2 separate regions of the Mus musculus genome follow, and region 1 is linked to region 2. A link is a contact called in public promoter capture Hi-C data. All regions are on one chromosome and are shown on one strand. Each heading gives the region's core, a stretch centred on a gene start, on an enhancer-like site or on the middle of the called end of the contact. The rest is flanking DNA. Distances are from core to core; before and after follow the strand shown.

Evidence for each region. Capture Hi-C pulls out chosen DNA fragments and counts their contacts.
Region 1: a contact with region 2 is called in a promoter capture Hi-C map of adipose tissue, with 2.2 times the contacts expected there. The contact joins the promoter of Gprin3 here to the promoter of Herc3 in region 2. A contact is called at or near these places in 3 of 484 Hi-C or Micro-C datasets (CD8 T cells and adipose-derived mesenchymal stem cells), 4 of 115 datasets of contacts at active chromatin or transcription factors (effector CD8 T cells, memory CD8 T cells, pancreatic cancer cells and 1 more) and 3 of 9 other capture datasets (adipose tissue, liver and pancreatic islet).

Annotation. Positions count from the first base shown.
Region 1 is chr6:59,423,730-59,427,753 of GRCm38.p6, reverse strand. It overlaps Gprin3 (GPRIN family member 3), which reads left to right and starts at 1,448. Exons shown (of 2, transcript NM_183183.3): 1 at 1,448-1,594.
Region 2 is chr6:58,829,420-58,833,362 of GRCm38.p6, reverse strand. Herc3 (hect domain and RLD 3) reads right to left here and starts at 1,898. Exons shown (of 26, transcript NM_001361966.1): 1 at 1,431-1,898; 2 at 827-961.

The DNA of each region.
Region 1 (4,024 bases), core at 199-2,698, 590 kb before region 2:
TAAAACCTATTTATCAATCAAATAGACACCCAAGTCCTGCCCCTTGTTACCAGATCTTTCTTCTATTGAACCTAATATAGGGAGTCTCAAACACTAATTAGACTTAGGTACACTCACTCATGTGGTCTGCTGGGCTGTAGTCCCTAGGACTCCAAACTGCCACTTCCTTCCACACAAAGTCATCTTGTTCTGTTTACAAATCAGTATGAGCCCTTACTTTGAGCTCTTTGGTTAAGAGGCAAAGAACCTGGAAACAGCTCTTACACTCCAGCCGCTCCTCTGAGAAAGCTATTTCAGGGATGACCTAGGGCTACTGGCAACCTTTTCATTTCTTTCTTCCTTCAACCAAAGGGAACCTTGAGAACTGCTTCCCACTTCTTTGCTAAAGAGAGAATATATAACTTCTGAAAATCTGTCTTAATCCACCTTTAGGAAGTAGCTACAACCAACACCAAAGAAACATATTTAAACTCCCTGGCCTAAGGACTGAGACTGTTCAGCACGACCTGGGTGGGAATCTGTTAAAAACAAACAAGCAAGCAAACAAACAAACAAAAACTCTGATCCTTGGGCTCTGATACAAACATCATCTCAACAGAATCCCTAGGTAAGCCCTGAGTTGTAGCTGAAAGATGATATCTCTGAGAGGTTTGAATGCCAGCCAGGCTGCTTACTACCCCACTCTCAAGCAGTTTCTAAAAAAAAGGAGTAACACCCCCTTAATAAGTAGTTGTGTGAATTATAGCTGCAATTTTTGCAAACAAATACTCAGTTATAATAGTTCTTGTGGTGTTGTTTAGCACCATCTACAGCAGCTCAGTAGACTTCACAGTGTTGCAGCAGCAGCTCAAAGGGGCTGTCTCCAAAGCCATCTACACTCTTGGAGTTAGTAATGCAGGAGAGGGACCGGAACATTTTGCAGTGACAACTCTAAATACTTAATACATTGTCCATTTCACAACATAGTAAACGCCTGTTGTCTGCTTGCTTTCATATCATTGCACAAGACTTTGTGAGGAGCCACCTACTCTATACAGAGACAGAGTGAATAGTGAATTGCTAGAGGGAGTGAGGGCCAGACTTCCTGCTGAGTCTCTCTGGGTCCCCAGCCCTTTTCCCTAATCTCCATCTTAACTTTCCATCTGTCACTGGTTCCCTTGCACCAGAGGCACAGTCAGCCAGTCCCCTAAGCTCCCCCAGGGCGCTAGGCTCCCTGAGCTGTGGGCCTCGAGGGCTGGCTGGGTAGGAGCTCGCAGGGAGGCTGCTGCCTGTCTGGGTGCAGGCGGGACTCAGCCACTGGGGCCTGGTCACAGCGGAGGGGCGCGCCTAGCTGGCGTGGATCTGCCCGCACGTGAACTCCACCTCCTTGCTGGCTCACCGCCCAGCGTAGAAGCTGCTGGTCTCCGCCCCGCTGCAGCGCCGCCTCAGCTCTTGGCATAGTAATCTCAGTTCCTGATCGCGCAGAGCTGGCTCCTGGCTGCAGGGGACTGCTCAAGTCACCCAGCAGCAGTGTGGCAGAGCCAGGGCTGGGAATCGACTAGAAGCCCAGCACCGCGCAGACAGCGGCCCAGCGGGGGACACCCCACCGGAGCAGGTAAGCCCGGAAAGGAGCCGCCCCCGCGGCCACCTGGCCCAGTGGCCAGCCTTGGAGACCGGAGCCTGGCAATGTCCCTGTGCTGGTGAAGGAGGAATTAGGTCCCACATTTGTTCGTGGATCTTTTGCCTGTTGCTTATGGTCCCCAGCCGCTGCTGCCACCCTGCTCCTCAGGAGGGGCTGTGCGCCCTGCAGGTGATGTATATCTCTGCAAGGTTATTACTCCCTTAAGCTCTGACCCAAAGGTAAAAAGAAAAAAAAGAGAAGCCGCTTGCTGCTTCTGAGCTAGAAATCCTAATCAGTAAGATATGCACACAACGAATACTCGAAGAAGGGTGTGTGTGTGTGATTGCCTTCTTTATTATTTTCCTATGATTATTTGCTGTAAGGTAAAAACTTAGTCGTATTCAATATGCTCGATTATATGTGTGTATGTGTGTGTATTTATTAATACATTTGCATGTATATTTCTTCATGAGGTCGGAAGGGAGAGACGAGGAAGGTCGACTGAGGATGATAAAGGGAAGTCATTGTAGAGCATGTTCAGTGTCTAGAGGTGAACTTTGGAACCACATTCAATCATGGTAGCAAGTAGAAGTGGTAAACCTGTCTCCGGGTACATTATGACAAAGGCCTGACATGTTCTTCTAGTACACAGCAACAGGGAAGTGGAAAGAGGAGTCTTAGACACTGGAAAGTAGATTGAGGTGGAGGAAAGGCAGCCTAGGCACATCAGAGTTCAAGGGCTTTTGAAGGGGTGTTAAGCGAGGTCACTGGTTGCATGTAGGCAGTTCAAGGTTGGGATGATGTGAGAGCAGCTGAGTAGGTGGGGGAAAGGCAAAAGCCTAGAGGGGTTGGGAAAGAAAGGAGCTTTAGCTAGCCATCCAGCTGGGAACCACCTTTCTGAAGGTGTTTGCTGCCTTCCTTCCGTTTTCACAACAGTTTTGTTCGAGATCCGTAGGTCCATGTTTTCATTTTATTTATTTATATTTTTTTCATGGAATCTGGGTCATGACAGGACTGGAAGAAACTGAAGTGTTTACACCACCAGAAAGATTTGGAGAGAGAGTGATTAAGGCTTAGCTTCATGAAATATTTACACAGCTCTTGCGTGGGCTTTTGTTTGCTCTTGTTGGCACTTCTGCATATTTTACCTTGATAATGCTTTGAGCATACCTCTCCTGAATGAGCCTATTTTTTTCGTTATAAACTATTCTTTTCTTCCCATGGTGTTCACCATAGGCCTGCCCTGAGAAACAGTGGTGGGAATAGAGATAATGAGTCACAGGGCAAAGAAGTCTTCTCTATTGCTCTCCTCCAATGGACAGAGTATTCATAGATAATGTTCTCTGACAAAGAGTCACAGAGAATGTGTTTGGTTTCGGTCGAGTCTGTGTGCCCCATGGGTGTGTGCATGTGTTTAGTGGAACAACTGTATTGATTGTAAACAGGAAAACAACGTATCAATCATCACTCCTATCACCAGACAGGATGTTCAGTCATTAAAAGGAGTTCCAGAAACATACCAGGGACTCAAGGAGACACAGCAAATGAGGATCTGCTGTGATGTGCCAAGACCTAATCACCAAGTACTGTTGTGGACATGGCATGGCACAACATGGCACCCTCACAGGATAGAGGGCTGAGGAACTAACTGAATCAGGTCAACTGTGGTTGGAGAGGAAGTGAGCTTCCAACAGGATGCACTAAAATTTCAGTGATTGGTTGTCTCAAAAGACTTTCCCAGCATAATTATTGGTTCCTCTAAAATTTTCTTGATTATGCCTGAAATATACCAGAAAAGATGTATTTAGACAGAGCTATCCTTCATTGTTAGAGTTTTGTCACAAATCTGCAACTTACAGGGAAGCCTATAACTACCAGGGATGGAGTCACAGAATGACAAAATAATGGCTTCTGACACAGAGGGCACACTTTTCTCCACAGTTGCACTGGGGATCTCCAGGGCTGGTGTGCTCTCTCCTTTATGGGCTCCTTCAGTCATCCATTCAACATGTATCTCAATGAACAAGGCATGACACTCAGATGTGAAATACAAGAATAAATAAGACACAGTCCAGGCTTACAACATGCAATGACATGACAGATGGTGACAGCCAAAGTCCTTTGGGAAGAGGCTTCAGAAGCCAGGCTGAGGAAAGCACAAGGCAAGTTTCCCAGGAACCAGAACAACGAGAGCTGCTGCCTTGGTTAAGAGGTGCTGAAAGGGCTTTAAGTAAGCAGGGGCTCAGGAAGGCAATCCTGTCAGCACATAAAGGTAAAAGATGGGGAGAGAGAAGGAAGCAGAGTCTATCCCCAAGCTCTGTCCAGAAAGGCTTCTTCTACCTCAGCCTTCAGGAGGCCATTCTGTTTAGAGAAAATGAATCTATTCATATTGGGGCTGTTCTAGATTGATTTGGCTTACCCACA
Region 2 (3,943 bases), core at 649-3,148:
ACTTAGAGGCCAGTCTATACCATATAGCATGACTCCACCCCAAAAAGAAAAAGGGGAAGAAAGGCCTGAGTAAACTTCTGAAAGGAAGAATGTGTTTAGCCATTCAAGATGGAACGTTCTTCAGTGTATATCAGGATAAGGGTTTGGTTAAGATAACCTCAGTCCAACCTTGATCAAGTTAGTCACCTTTACTGTGACTAAAGTCATAGAGAGAACCTTATAAAATTCTTGCCACTTAATAGGGGTAGTAAATTTTCACTACCTTCAAATCTCTTATATAGATAGATTGAACAGAAATTATTGAAAAAAAAAATAATTCAATTTTGCTGTTCACTTCTCTAGGTATCTTTCACAGCTAGCTAGCTAGCTACCTGACCGCAACTGCTACTTTCGTTTCTCCCTGTTACCATATCCTCTAAGTGCAACACAAGAAGTCACAGACAGGCACCTCCAGTCACCCAAATAAAGCAAAGGGGAGCATTAAGATGTGATAAGATCACCCACGGAGCAGCTATGTTAGTATGAGCCATTATATAGTCTGTGGTCCTGAATGAGTTTCAGACATCATTTCTACCTTCGTAAGAGAATCCCTTTCAATTAGGAAACTATCACTTTTATTTCTGAAACTGGTGCAAGGTTGTTTGTCTCCAGCTGGGGCGCTCCTTTCATTACTTACACAGACGGTTTTAAGTGGTTATACAGATCTTAAGAGATTCAAGTTTGTCCCGCAACATGAAATGCAATACCCAATGACTTCTACAACACAGTTTAGAACATTTTTGGACTCCTGGTTCTTTTTTTAACACAATGAAACCCCACTACTTACTGAACAAGTCCAACTGGCTAACAGTGAACCATGCTTCTATTTTTCACGACAAAGGAGTTTTGCATCTAATTTGATTCCTGCAGTTTAACTTCTCAGATGGGGTCAAAACTGGAGTAAGCCACCGATTTTGTTTTTCTGATTTATATCCGTGGAAAGGAATAAAAAAAAGAAGAAGAGACACTGTCATTTGCCTCTGAAAGTACCACATCGCTCTGGCTGCATTTTAAAATGCTAATCCTTTTTACTTCTCTTTCCTGTCTTTCCAATCTAAAGCTAAAAATCAGTTCACTTTATCAAATTATCAAATGAAAGGTTCTAGAAATAGCTTCCTATTTGTGGAAAGAGACAGAAGGCACATAAAAAATGGAAGATATCACTTGAATCGTCCTCCCCCAAAGCACCCCGGATGAGACAAATCCCAGTAAAACCTTCGACGCCTTAGGTAAAATTTAAGGCACTTCCTAGTGGGGCAGGTGTGAACTCTAAAAGAAAACAGCCAGGAACAGCAAAGTTCAAGCATTCCTCCCCTGGGGCCCCGAGCTGCACACGCTCCCGGCAGCAGCACGAGCGAGTCTCCCCAGGTCCAGCCCTTCAGTCCACACACCTGCTCCAGGGTCCAGCCGTCGGCTCGGCCGCAGCGGCGTCTGCACCAGACACCAGGTCCCCGAGCCCCGCCCGCCAGCTGGGTGGGAGGAGCCCGCGGCCAGCCGCAACGCGAATTCCCCTGCCGCGGCGCCGCGATGCTCTTCACGCAGGGAGGTCACCCGCCGCCCGCGGCTAAGCGGCTAAGCAGAGCCGGGAGGCGCCTCGGCGACAGGGAGCTGCGGACAGCCCAGCCCCCTCCTCCGCGGGTGCGGCGGGCTCGGTGCCCTGAGATCCCCGCCCCGCCCGCACCTGCACCCGGGTCCGCAGCGCCGACCCCGCGGTCGCAGCCCTCAGGCAGCTCGGGCCTCCCCGGCCTTCAGCGTCACAGTAATAATGAAGTTTCCCCCGCACTCCCGCGGGCGCAGAATGAGCTGGGAGACCGACTTCCCGCCTGGCCAATGGTGGCGGCGGCAGCGGGGCGGGGCGCGGCGGGTGCGGAGAAGGCGGGGCGACGTCGGGGCGGGAGGGGCCGGGGAGGTGACCGGGAGGGGGCGGGGAGGTAGCGGGACTCCCGGCGGGGAAAGAAACCTGGAGGGGGCGGGACCTAGGGCGAGGGAGGTGACAGGGAGGCGGTGGGATCGGCGGCTGGGAGGTGACTGGAGGTTGAGGGACCCACAACCAGGTGTGGTAGACAGATGGCAAGACCCTGGACCCAAAATGGGAGAATGCAGGAGTAACCTTTGCTGGAATAAAATTGCTTTTCGCCAGCGAGGATGCAAAGGAGCGATGCCCAATGGTGTGGGGGTTTTGGTCGATTGGGTTTGTTGCTTGCTTGCTTGGTTGCTTGGTTGGTTCCTTTTGGTTCTGAATTCAGGTTCTTATTATTCATGCAGAGGTGAGAGGGGGAACTGGGACTGGCATGGTGAGCTGTAAGGTGGCTGCCAGAGCAGAGGGTAGTTCCAAATCCCTGTCACTCAGGGGCCAAGAACTGCGGGCCCGCAGTGGTGCAGAGTCAGGCTTGACTAGAGAGGAGAGCACACTGAAGAAAACAGAAAGTGTGAGAATCACCAATTCTAAAACCATAAAGCCCCACCTTTGGTCTAAAACTCCCGTGGGGGACGGGGGTCTGGGGGTGGGGAAGAGTGGATAGAAGTTTCAGCTCCACTTTCCCAGGCCTGTAAGAGGATATTCAAGCTTTCTTCTTCTCCCAAGGCCAAAAATGCTCTCAGCTACGGCTCCTCTCATCTTCAAATAATCTTCAAGAAAACTATATGGTAACAGTAAACTGATGTATCTGCCTGCCTTGAATTTGAAACGCTGAACATGGGGGCTTTAACCCAAAAGAATGTACAAAATTCTCCAAAAACTAGTTTAAGGTGAAGGCATGAGCCCATATCAGCATATACAATCCTGAGAATATGTACAAACAAGCACCTCTTAAAGGGACTCCTCAGTACATCCTGACTTATCCATATGTAACAATAACAAAAGAGACCATTCATTTGAAGGGGAGCACATGAGAGATGCTTAAGGAGTGGTAGTGCTATATTTTTATTTTAATTAAATTTTAAAAGGAAAATGACTCTAAGTAGAAGAAATTTCATAATCTGACATATCCAGAATAATTCAGATCTCATCAGGTCTTCAGGCTTTGAAAACCTAACATATTAACCAATAGAAAAGAAATCTCAAGGACTGATAGATTCTGAGGATAGGGCAGGAGACTGGTATATCCTGAGAAATACAACAGTGCCCTGATATGTCCTCAGGGTAAGGCAGTGCCCTGATGTATCCCAAGGAATAAGACAGTGCCCTGATGTATCTTGAGGCTTATGGCAGTGCCTCAATGTATCATAAGGATATGGCACTGTCCTGGTGTATCCTGAGGAATAAGGCAGTGCCCTGATGAATATTCTGAGGATATGGCAGTGCCCTGATGAATATCCTGAGGATGTGGCAGTGCCCCAATGTATCCTGAGGAATAAGGAAGTGCCCTGATGTATACTGAGGATATGGCAGTGCCCTGATGTATCCTGAGGATATGGCAGTGCCCTGATGTACATCCTGAGGATATGGCAGAGATGTTGGCATCATGGGGATCTTCAGTGATAACTGAAACACCTCTGAAACCAAGAAGATGAGGAAGTAGAATCTCTGTTTTGGGGTAACTAAGACAAGGTTTCGTAAACTTTCTCCACTTGTAGTCTCTCTTTGCCTCCCAAATTTTTACATATAAACATATAAAATAGGCATTGAAATCATAAGCAATTTTAACTTTAAAATGATTCTTTGTTATCATACAGTTTCACCATTTATTAAAGAGGACAGAAAATTAACATACTAGTTAGATTGATTGCTCATTTATTTTACATGAGGAATTAAATCTTGTTCAAATACCTGTCACTCCAGGACAGATAACAACATCAATGTTTTTCAGAATTAGACACTTTGATTCTATAAGCATCAATGCTGAGAAAGCCATTTGACTTTGTACTTCAGCCATTTTGTGCATATATATATATATATATATAT